2 separate regions of the Rattus norvegicus genome follow, and region 2 is linked to region 1. Evidence: chromatin contacts called from public Hi-C data. All regions are on one chromosome and are shown on one strand. The core of a region is the stretch at or near the end of the contact, and the rest is flanking DNA. Distances in the headings are between cores, read along the strand shown. Region 1 holds the start of Nfil3 (nuclear factor, interleukin 3 regulated). Region 2 overlaps Auh (AU RNA binding methylglutaconyl-CoA hydratase).

The links. A called contact is a pair of places that touch in the nucleus more often than the background predicts.
Region 2: a contact with region 1 is called in a Hi-C map of the A7r5 cell line, with 3 times the contacts expected there. The contact joins the enhancer-like site here to the promoter of Nfil3 in region 1. A contact is called at or near these places in 2 of 12 Hi-C or Micro-C datasets (the A7r5 cell line and kidney).

Annotation. Positions count from the first base shown.
Region 1 is chr17:12,428,980-12,435,046 of GRCr8, reverse strand. It overlaps Nfil3 (nuclear factor, interleukin 3 regulated), which reads right to left and starts at 2,671. Exons shown (of 2, transcript NM_053727.2): 1 at 2,541-2,671. LOC108353155 (a long non-coding RNA gene) reads left to right here and starts at 2,960. Exons shown (of 2, transcript XR_005495436.2): 1 at 2,960-6,067.
Region 2 is chr17:12,540,913-12,546,979 of GRCr8, reverse strand. The region is part of intron 6 of Auh (AU RNA binding methylglutaconyl-CoA hydratase); the gene reads right to left. It overlaps LOC134482816 (a long non-coding RNA gene), which reads right to left. Exons shown (of 2, transcript XR_010059387.1): 2 at 1-6,067. Among named protein-coding and RNA genes, the nearest start is that of Auh, 63 kb to the right of the region's middle. Within about 2 kb of position 3,874, at least 18 of the 93 cell types and tissues checked have an H3K27ac peak or open chromatin away from gene starts, as enhancers often do. A contact at or near this core is called in the A7r5 cell line, where this site is marked.

The DNA of each region.
Region 1 (6,067 bases), core at 1,422-3,921:
CGCACATTCTCACATCAGCTCGTCCTCGGTGCCCACGTTTCACCGCTAGCCCATTATGCAACGTAAGAAAGGACACATCCCTCCACCTTCCCGAGGGCTCGTAAAACACGGTGACGACAAACGGGTTGGAAAACGTCGGTGCCGACACAGCGCCTGACACAAACAAACGCCGCGCAGGCACCTCCGATTGCCGTCACCGTTCGCACTCCCAACCCTCCTAAGCAAATCAAGACGGCTCCCCAAGACTCAACCCTCCCACTGGCCGGCCCGGATTGGGGACTAGCGCGGAGAGACCCCGGAGAGCAGGGCACGTCAGGCTGCTAAAAGGATCGGCCTCCACTCCGCCTCCCCGGCGCGCTCTTCGCCACCGAAACATCAATTTTCCTGAAATCCGGAGACATTATGCAATAGCGGGGAGGAGGAGGGAGCCCGCGGCAGCCCCGGCTACGTGCGGGCGCCAGGGCGCTGCAATCAAAGCAGCTACCTTAAGGTGGCGAGTCCCCCTCCTGCCAAGGCAGCAAAAGTTTATGTAATGCATGCCCCGCGCACACTCGCCGCCTCCCGCCAGCCCTGCGCCGCGCCCGCACGCGTCCCGCGCCCCACGCCAGCCGGCCGCGCGCTCCAAGAGCGGGCACGGATCGGAGCTGGGCCCCCCGGGCCGCCGGTGGGCGGAGCGCTTACCGTGGTTCTGCTCCCTAGTCCGTGAGGAGAAAAGAAAGGGCAGCTGGTACCGGGCTGGCGGCTCCGAGACGCGATTCGAGCTCCACCCGGCCCTCAGCGGGTGGTGGCGAGGGCGCGGCGCGGGAGACGGGCGGGCGCGCCGGGTCCGCGGGCGCCGTGGCCGCGCCGAGAGATGTGTGTTAGTAGGTCAGTTCCGAGCGCCGCGCTACGTCGCCGCCCGCCAGCCCCGCCGTGACGGGCGGCCGCCGCCCCAATCGCCGCGCCCGCGCCCGCCCCCGGCCCGCCGCCACTGGCCGCGCCGACAGGGGCGGGCTCCCCACCGCCCCGCCCCGCCCCGCCCCGTCTTCTCCGCCGCGGCGCCACCGCCAGTCCGCGTCCTTCTCTGGCCGCGGCCGCAGCTGCTACCCTCTGTCCGTGGGGACCCACTCCGAGAGCTCTGTTGCGCAACGGGACGCACCGCGGAGCAACCAGGGCACAACTGGGAGGAGCCCAGGACCCCTTTGCCCATTACTGGCAGCGCCCTCCGGGTCGCTGCGCTCGCTCGGTTGTGCAGCACCTTTTTTTTTGTTTCCCGGAGAGTCACAGCCGGCTGGGCTACCTGTTGCCAATAGAACTCCGGGTGAAGGCTATGGGGACCCGGGCGTGGCAGGGACCTTGGCCTCCTTGTGCCCATGGTCCCTCTGAGATCGGGAAAGGGGCGCGGCAGCCGTGCAGCGCCACGACTGAAATGTTCCGCTCCTCTCGCGCCGCAACGGCAACCCAAACAGCGCTCCCGACACAATTAGGGCGAAGACGACCCCTACAAAGTTGTTGCGTAACACGGTTGGGAAACCAGGCTAGACCTAGTCGGTCTGCGTCCCCGACCACGTGGGGAAGTGGCGACGGTGTCCGAGGACCTGAGGGTCCGCGGTCCCCGGTGCGCCGGGCTGGGACGCCCACCCATCTTCGGTGCTCAGGCTTGAGCGAGCCACAGAGGGCACTCCCCGAAGCATCTTGAGCTGGTAGCTCTCTGTCGTTTCTGCTTCCAGTGAACAGGCCAGCTAGCCAGCCAGCCAGCTCTCCTCCCCGCCCCCCAATTCCTGGGATGTACAAAAGACATAAGGAAACGGGAGACAAGGCATCTGGCGGCGTGTTCTTAAGTCAGTCATCAGGTTGGCTATTGTAAAGGAACGTGGCAAACACTCCCCGCGTTTACAGACACGTAAAATTAGTGCCGGCCTTGGCAAAGGGAGCCATATTCCTGACAGTGACGCACGCGCTTGCCCAAATACGGAATGTGGCAGGTGGCGAGGTCCTTGAGCTCGGACTGTGAGATCTGGGCTCGAATGACTCCCTCACTCTACCCCCCCCCCGCCTCCTTTCTCATTTTTTTTTTTTAAGAAAGCAAACCCCAAAGTAAAGAGCGAGTGCGCGGGCCCCCACCCGGAACATCTCACTAAGTGGATCCCTTTCCATTTACCCCAGGCACACAGTAACTACACAGATAATCTCCGAGGCACACTGACTTAAGTACCATTCGCCGTTGGACTTTTGGACGCCTTCACAGGGCATTAACGATGAGGTCTAGCTGGTAAAATACCCCGTAACCAAATAAAGCCCCCACAGCACAGATAGGCAATATATGGTAAATCTCCTTTGGCGGGTTCCTGACCAGTTCAGGAAACACACCGCCCCTTTCCACTTTTTGCTTTGTTTTTGTTTTTCCGAGGAACTCACTGCCTTGATGTAAACGAGTCTTGACTTGGTTAATCAGTTCCACTTTTCTGGAATTTAATGATGTCATAGGATCCCTGAGTAGGTAGAATCGAGGAGTAACGTTTTTTTTTTCACAAAAAGCCAACTGAACTTGCCTGACTCACCCAAGGTTGCCAGCGGAGGAACGAACGGATGGCTGTGACCCACGAAGCTGTTCTTTCGACTGAATTTTGAAATCTGATGCCTGTCTTCATTCCCGGGGGGCAGTCCACACTGAGCCTCCACCACATTCGTGCTTCCGTCATTTGCCATCTAACTTGGAAATCAGAGGAAGTGTGAAAGATGTCTCTGATATCAACTTGGAAAACAACTCGTTAGCGCCGTCTGCTGCTTTAAAAATGCAGCTCAACAAAGTGTTGGAGGTTCAGTCTTCAGGACCTGGGGGATGATGTGTCTGGTGTTATACCCTGGGGGTCCACCTAGTGGGCAAGTGCTTGCAATTAGTCGAACTAGAAGAAAATCGAAAGATAAACCTGGGACGGGAGAACCTTCCCCAGGTCGCCAGTGTGCTAATTCCAGAACAGGCTGTAAGTAGGGTCTCCTGAATAGGAAAAGGCTGGAGGGCTCTAACTGAAGTACGGCAGTCAAGCTCAAAACGTTCTTACTCAGAGCGGCTGGTTCGTTTCAGAGCTGGAATTGGGTTTGGATGCAGGAGCCAAGGAGAGGTGATCACTTTTGTGCTTATACACCTCTGAAGCACTCTCTGAGCAGCCAATGTAAGGGGTGTGAGAGGAGAGCGTGGTGAGAATGTGGCTCTTTCTGAGAAAAGTTTCAGGGCGTGTCCAGCCAGAGGGTCTAGAGTACTCTGACCTAGGCATCCGAGGGGTTTTCCTTTCACAGCGTTGGGCATCGAGCCCAGGTCTAACCCTGGTTACACGACTTTAGCCTGGCGTCCAGAGGCTCTTGCCTTGGACCTTGATATATACACCTAGTACTTTATGGGGGTTCAGAAGGTGAGCCACCTGTGGACTCTGACACCACCGTTACCGTATCAGATCAGGGGGGCCATGGCTCCGAGTTTTCAAAAGTTGACATTAAAAATACCTGTGTGTGTGTGTGTGTGTGTGTGTGTGTGTGTGTGTGAGAGAGAGAGAGAGAGAGTGTGTGAGTGTATGTGAGTGTGTGCGTGAGTGTGTATGTATGTGTGTGAGTGTGTGTGTGTGCATGTATGTGAGTGTAAGTGTGTGTGTGAGTGGGTTTGTGTGTGTGTGTGAGAGTGTGCATGTGTGTGAGTGTGTGTGAGTGTGTATGTATGTGTGTAAGTGTGTGTGTATGTGTGTAAGTGTGTGTGTGTGTGTGTGTGTGTGTGTGAGAGAGAGAGAGAGAGAGAGAGAGAGAGAGAGAGAGAGAGAGAGAAAGATTCTGCTTTTCCATGTTGGCAAGGGATTGATTTTCTTTTACAATGAGATGGCTTAGTGGGAAAAGGAACTTGCCACCAAGCCTGACACCTGTGTTTGAGCTCTAGGATTCAAATGGTGGAAGGGGACAACTGAGACCTTAAAGTTGTCCCTGTGACCTCCATATGTGCACCAACCATGGTGTGGGTTTGAGTGGATGCACACACGTAATGCATCATAAAAAATATAAATAATAAATGTAATATATTTAAAAATATGTAAAGCACTGGGCTAATTGTGACTCAGTTGGTAAGGCGCTTGCCTATCAGTCGTGAAGGCCTGGGTCCAACTCCCAGAAGCATATGAAACAGACACAATGGTGCGTGTCTGTCATCCGAGCACTCAGAGGGTACAGGCAGCAAGATCAGAAATTCAAAGTCATTTTCAGCTATAATGTCAGCCCCGGCCACGTGAGACTGTTTATGGCCGACTGACTGACTGACAGACTGACTGACTGACTGACTGACTGGATGACTGGATGAATGACCAAATGACTGGCTGGCTGAATGAATGAGTTGGTCCAGGACTTATCTGGCTGGACTCTAGAGATGGAAAATTGAAGTCTTGTGGATATGGCTGGAAGGACCGTCACAGGGACGAGTGACAGGCTAATGACAAGTCTTCAGCTCTGTGTCTCTGCATTGGGACCCAGACTTCTAAATTTCTCTGTGGAAAAATTTCATTTGCTGTGCACCCTTTGATGACCACACCACTTATTTGGTGGCCATGGCCAATGGAAAAGCTTCCTACCTCCCACCGTACTGTGTTTATTGACCATCTAGTACCTTTCATTTTTATTTTTTTAAAAGTTCTATTTATTTTTATTTTATGCATACGAGTGTATTGCCTGCATGTGTGTTTATGTACCGCATGTGTGCCTGGTGCCTACAGAAGCCATAGGAGGGCATCCGATCCCCTGGGACTGGAGTTACAGCTGGTTGGGAGCTGTCATGTGGGTCTGATAATTAAACCCCAGGTCCTGCGGGAGAGCAGTCGGTACCCTTACCTGGTACGCCACCTCTTTAGCCTCACCTTGTATCTTCTTTTTGAATCTGTATTTTATTTTTTCAGGACAGAGTTTCTCTGGGTAGCCTTGGCTGTCTGTAAATCAGGCTGGCCTTGAGCTCACAGAGGTCTGCCTGCCTCTGCCTCCCAAGTGCTGGACTTAATGGTGGGCGTTCCCACTGCTCTGCTCCATCCTATATCTTTTAATTAAAATCTGCAGAGCAGATCAAATGGTTCCTAGAGACCTGTAGGTTGGTCGTTTGCATGGTTTGTTCTCAGTTCTTCACAGGATGGGCTGGTGGTCTAGGGTGGCACTTCAGCTTTGACTTTTGAAATCCTTTATCCCACCAAACATTGACTCCTTTCCTGCCGGAGGAGTAGGGTCTGAGACTGCTGCTGTCCCCCAGCCCCTCCCCCTCCACTCCTGCCAGGCTCTTGCTTTTGTGGTTCCTTCATCCACACTTAACACAAAATATGCCTGGCTTAATTCTCCAAACGCTGATTCGGTGGTTCTGTTTTTTTGGGGGGAGGAAACTGGGTAATAAAAGAGGGTCACATACCCTAGAGAAGGGATGGTTTTATCGCACAGGAGCCAGAAGGTGAAATAGCTCTGTCCAAGCTAAGAGAGAAGGGACACTGCTTACAAGTTCTCCCCAGAGGAGAGACGTGTTTCAAAGGCTTTCCAGATGACTCAGGGATGTGTTGTAAGTGTGTTATTGCAAAAAACAAAACAAAAAAAAACCCGGAAGCATGTCTTCAAATTTAGCCACATAAGGCGCACATGTCAGGCACTAAGTGTTCCTCTGTGCATTCAGATTCAGCCGTAGATGTGGGTGGTTCAGGAGGAAGGGAGGCAAGCCCAAGGTGGCAGGAGTCAGGAGGCTCCATTAAAAATGGTGGCGGTGGGGGTGCTCCATTAAATATGGTCAGGACTTTGGAAGCAGCTGATGGCATCCATTGCAAAACACGGTAGATGGAGCAAGCCTTGCGGCGGCCGTTAACAAGTGGGACAGAGCTAGCTGGGTTTCAAAGACATGAAAGCCACCATTGTGAAATGTGCCCTAAGTGAAAACCGTCTTACTAAGAACAAGAGGTGACACATCCACTCTATGCCAAAACTCGGACCAAGACGGTGTAAACGCTTATCTACACACTTCTGTGAAGCTCTGCCCAGCGAGCTTACTGGAAGAAGACACGGCTGCCAACCAGAGGCCTGGATTCGAGAACAC
Region 2 (6,067 bases), core at 2,625-5,124, 110 kb before region 1:
TTGGAAGGTGGGGCTAAGTGACTGCACACGAGGACGTAGCCTGGTGAGGGGCTACGATCGGATGTTTTAGATGCCTAGCATCTTCTACCTACCCAAGAAGACATTTTCTCATCAACTTCCTCACAAAAGATGGGCTAATTTAGATAGGCTAAATGCCTGCCGGCGGGATCCATCCAAGGTAGAAAGACTTGACAGAGAAAGGCACTCTCTCTGTGTGCGTGCCGAGTCCTCCGTGCGAATGAACACTCTCCACTTTAGCTCACACTCAAACAAGCACGGTTCGCTTCCTTTCAAGCCTTCAGAGGGATTCTACTCTGAATGGATTTCAAAAGGTAATGCTGTAATAGTCTATTCTCCTTCTCGCCTGGACAGGGCCACCTTAAATAAAACAGGAGCGGCAGGACGCTGGGCTTATTTGAATGATATTTCACTACATAAGAATTCAGGGTAAGCCCTGCTCTGAGAGTTTGCCTGCCTGCTCACCAAACGCAGCTCAGATTTGGGGACCTGCTGTAGCTTCTCATACTGAGGCGCTGGGAGACAGCACTAGGCAGACCTCACAAAACCAACCTCCAAACCCAAGCTACAGAGCATGGCGGTGAGCACCTGGCTGGAAGACCAGGCCCCGGGGCAGCACCAGGCCATCACGTCTGCCAGGAGACCATGTGCGATAAAATCAAGACTTGGTTGGTATTAGACTCTGAAAGGATGGTCCGTGGCTTTGTGTGTTTTGGGACACGGTCTGTGTTTCAGTCCAAGCCAGCCAGAATCCCAACATGGAAGGGGAGGGGCTCATGATGCCCCTCCCCCAGCTGAGGAGCTACTGGCAACTGCTGGCTGCTGGGAGAAGTCCACTCTCTTCAGGAGAAGCTGCCCAGGCTCCGGCAGATGACATCCCCACACCCACACACGTCTAAACAGTGTGCTTAGTAGGTTTTTTACACTAAAAGAGGATATGATGTTGGGAGAGAAAAATGTTGGTGGCAGGGGAAGAATTGGGAGGGAGGGAAATTGATGGACACGTACGCATTTATACGTATGCATTCCTGAATACCTCAAACAACAATAAAATAAGTACAATGTAAAACGAAGCAGAGTCTGGCTAGGTAGCTCAGGCCGGCCCGGAACTCACAGTGTGTGCAGCCTGGGTATCAGGATTATAGGTACATACATCACACTCCGGCTTTGGGAAGCACATACTTCTTTTTTAAATCTTTTTTTTTTTTTTTTTGGTTCTTTTTTTCGGAGCTGGGGACCGAACCCAGGGCCTTGCGCTTCCTAGGCAAGCGCTCTACCACTGAGCTAAATCCCCAACCCAGCACACACTTCTTAAACCAATTACATTCTTTCAAAGGTGTTTGAGCAACTACGATTGACTTTGCTTAGCCCAAGGAAAAGAGGACTTATGGAAGGCCCTCAGAACCGAGGAGGGGCTTCTGAAGTGACAGAGCTCATGGGAGTTTCACAGCACCCAGCAGACCTCTGCCAACACTGCGCCTCCCACTGGAAGGTCCAGGGGCCAAGACAGAGGAGCACACACTCACTCACACGTGCACACCTGGCTCTTTGCCAGTGTGAGGACTCAGTTGGGCTCTGTGCCCTAGGGAAACTGCTTTCAGGAGACATGACAGGTTCGGGCTCCAAACAGCAGCTAGGGAGCTTCAGGAGTCACCAGACAATAACCCTGAGATACTTCCCAGCATAAGCACTGGGAAGCCACAGTCACGTTATTTGGGTTGCCTTACGATTTAAAACAGACATCCCATTAGGCAGAAAGTATAAATGAACACTTGGAATCTTTGCTCGGTTCCGCCTGTGGTAAATAAGCGTTAGAGCTGTACCCGACAGAATGGCACAACCTGCATGCCGCTCTATGAGGTACCTGCCCATCAAACGCCACAGTGACTCACCCACACAAACACCTGGGCACAGTCCGAATGAACTTGCAAACTGGGAGTCATCATTTAACGAAAATGGATGTGTCTCGGTGCTTCTGGAAATACCGACATTTTGCAAGGATTAAATATCTATGGAAAAGCCCACTTGGAAGCTGAGTGGAAAAGAAAACAGGCGCTTCACTGTCGGACTGCCTTATTAAAACGTCTAATGTGATGTTAGAATCCCTGTGCCTAGGAAGAGTTAAACGGTCAGAGCCCCTAAACCTTATCAGAAACAGGCTGCCGAAGGTCTCCGAAATAAACCCCAGTGCCCCTCCAGATGCTTGGCCGCACAGGGAGCTCACATCCACAGAGCTGTGTGGGGCTGAGTGAATGGACTCTGTGGACAGGAGGTGACAGCTAAATCTGGGAGCAGGCGGCGTCCCTCCTCACTCATTCGTGAGATGCTTTACAGCGCGGTGAACAGGAAAGCGTGTGTCTCCAAATGGCGAGTGAATGTGGGGTGCGCTTGCTGCAGACAATTAATGCACGCAGCTGGTGCCAACCATCAGTGAGCCTCAATCACAGCCTGACAGCTCCAGCAACATCCCACTCGGAGTAATTATAGCAAATGGCGTGCAGGCTTAATGTTCTGCCGTTTTTATTCTGGAACGTAATCAACAAGATATTAAGATTGCTTCTGCTTAGCTTTTCTTTAATATTCACACCGACAAAAATAAACAGTCATCAGACACTTAGTGGAGAGCATAGGAGAGCATTTAATAGGCCTTGCTTATGATAATGACTTTAGTAAACATATATGGTTGGTGAATAATCGCATTCTATCAGCCTTTCCATAAAGCAATGCGCGCTCCCCGACATGCATTAACTTTCTGCGATTCCCAGACTTTCCTGCGTGCATTACATAAGTGTTTGCACGTATTGGGTGTCAAATGTTTTTGGTGCTAAATGAGGAAACACAGAAGCAGCTTCCAAAGCAGCTATGTTATTGTAAAGGCCGGTGCTGCCCCAGATTCCTTGTGTATAGGGCAACAGCTAAAACAGACGTCTGCACAAACAAAGCACAGCCAGGTTTAGCAAGTTCATGGTCCATAGGCTCAGACTTTTGTAGGGAAATGCAGATGCGAACTTATACCCTCGTGCACTTTTAAAACTCCAGCCTACGCCGACTGCAAGTCCAAACTCATTCCACACTGCTCCAGGGCCCCAGGAGGCCATGGGGAAGGACACTTCAAAGCTGAGAAGGATCTTCCTGGGCCTCCTGATAAGAGCAGAAATGGGAAGAGAATCCAACAATCTTAGAACATCCACTTGAGACTACCAGGTTCCTTCCAGCACTCCCGTTGTAAGTGTCTGTCCACACTCCCAGTGTAACACTGCTGTCCACACTCCCAGTGAAACACTGCTGTCCACACTCCCAGTGAAACACTGCTGTCCACACACCCACTGTGTCTGTCCATACAGCCACCATAACAGTAATCTGTCCAACACGCCTGTCTTCCATGCTCACTTTCAATCACCCCAATGATCACCAGGTAGCATGCAATCTCTTCTGCGCATGTGTCTGCTTCCTAAAACACAGCCAAAGCAGTTTTGCCCTCCTTGATGAGTGAGCTGTGTTTCTAGCCTACATATGAAAGTCTGTTACATGTTTGGTACTCAGAAAAGTACTTAGTAGATACACATCTGTCTCCCAGACCTTGTCTCAAAAGACCAAGGGGAAATCCACTAAGAATTAGTCAGCACGGAACATTCTAGCAGGTGTGCCCATCCCTTTGACATCCGCAAAGTCTATAAATTTTATTCTCCAGAGCCATTAAATCAAATTACAAGGAGGAAAATAATCACACAGAAACCCTCAGTACAATTTTGTGCTGGGCTGCATCCACAGCTGTCCTGGACCCTGGGTTGGACACTGTTACAAGAGAAAGCACAGTCCCGGGGTCAAGTGATCACATTACTTTCCACGCACTGACTCAGCACCCTCCAGGGCAGAACAGCGAGCACACTCAACCACCAGTCCCTCCCCCAAGCCCCTACACACACACACACACACAGCCGCTAGCGACCAAGAAGACAATAATTCTGGTTGATTGATGTGAAGTGTTTACTTAGAAGATTTTTGGACAGCCTCAGGAAAACACCAGAAATGATGAAGAATCTTGTCGCAAGCCTCAAGCAGGCCTGCACCCTAAGGAGCCTTACACCCGTGAGAAGAGCCTTGCCACAGACACTCTTTCCAGACAGGGACAAGGTCACAAACTCTGTGGGCAGTGACTCAAACTTACAGAGCAGGCCCAGAGATTCAAAACGGAGGCCTGGTCAGCAAGACCCTTCCCTGCGTGCCTGTAGCCTGGGCTCCAAGGGCTTCAGGAGAAGAGGATGCTGTCCGCTAGCTCTAAGGTGCTGGAGGTGTGGCTGTTAATTAGCGTAGTAAGTGACAACGGCTAAAGCCAGCCAAACCACAGCTCAAGTGAACAGCAAGGTTCTACAGTTTTAACTGGGGCTAGAAATGGTACCTTAAAGTCACACACAGAAAGGGCTGTCATGGAATGTTTGCATGGAACCAGAATTAGTGCGCATGTGTGCACATTCATGAGGCAAATCAGCAAAATAATAATAATAATTAGCACTCCAAATGGCAAGCACTGGGTGGGGGCCGCCTGACTCAGAGCAGTCACTGACTTATAAAAATTCCACGGGCAGCCTTTATAAAACCGTCTTTGACGCTTCTGACTGATGCTTTTTACCCACTTGAAATTTAGGCAAGCGCAAATACAAACAGTTCCTGAATATTCATCATAAAAAAAAAGTCGTTCTGTGTCTGTGGATGCGACACATTGTCCAGGTGCCCTCAAACACCCGAAGACGGAATGGAATCCCCTCCTGGAGTCACGGAGGGCTGTGAGCTGCCCCGTGTACACGCTGGGTCCTCCTGGGAGAGCAGTGGGTGCTCTTCAGGGCCGAGCTGCCCCTCTAGCGTTCGTTCTTCGCTCTGAGGGGTTGAAGGGCTAGCCAGGTGCAGCTGAGCTTTATGGTCTTGGCCTGCTCCTTTCTCCCAGGGCAAGCAAGGTCCAACTGAGGCAGGAAGGAATCAGCCTGTGCATCTAAGTTTCTCACAGCCGGGGAAAAGGTCCTTCAAGTTTCCAGGATGAGAATCGCAGGGTCCTGCAGGGCAGGGAGCCATAACTACTCACAAGCAAGCAAACTACTAGGGAGACAGAGAACAGACAGCACAGGTACACGCGGCCCACATCCCCAGCACACGTTCCACCACCGCACATCGGAATTCCCAGGCACTGCCTGGTAAAAGTCCTGATAAATACAAACTTCAGAGAAATCATTTGATTCCTTTCAAGCAGTACTGAGCACGCAAACGTAACAAGCGCCACACTGGTATGGACGCCGCCACCCCCCACCCAACCTCCATTTCTATGTGAGTGCCCCAGGAGCACGGCTCAGACCCTCAGAGCAGCAGAGACAAGATGGCTTCTCAGGGGAGCAGGATGTCTGAGACTCTGATCTCAGTGCCAATGGACACGAGACCAAGGTACTCTGCTGCAAGGCCATGAGGAATTAGTAAAACCTTTATGCTGGAGTTTATGAAAACTGAGAATAGAGTAAAACCCAGAGTGGCAATCAGCCTATTCTCAACAATTCTAATACAAATTCACAGTAATACATCTTGACCTTGTCTTAAAATGGTGGTAAGATGAAGAAAAAGGAAAAGAGCTTAGGAAACTCGAGAGAAGGGCTGGGCAGGGCTCAGTGGGGCAGTGCTTGCTGCACGAGAGCACGAGGACCTGAGTTCAGATCCCCAGCTCCCACATGAAAGTGGCCATGGCGGCCACAGCTGTAACCAACAGCATTGGATGCTGAGACAAGCCGGTCTGTGGAGCAGCTGACCGCAAGCCAGCACGGCCGACTGCTCAGCTCCAGGTTCAAGAGACTGCCCTAAATCACAAATACGAGGGATACGAGCAACGGAGGAAACACTTGACAGCTACCTATGGCTCGCTCTCTCTCTCTCTCTTTCTCTCTCTCTCTCCCCTCTCGGAGAGAAGGAGATGGCGGGGGGGGGGGGAGCGCGCTCTGATAAGCTGCACCCACCAAGGCTTGTTTGGAAAAGCTCCCATTGACCAGAATAAAGTGGGCCATGTGGGCTGTCC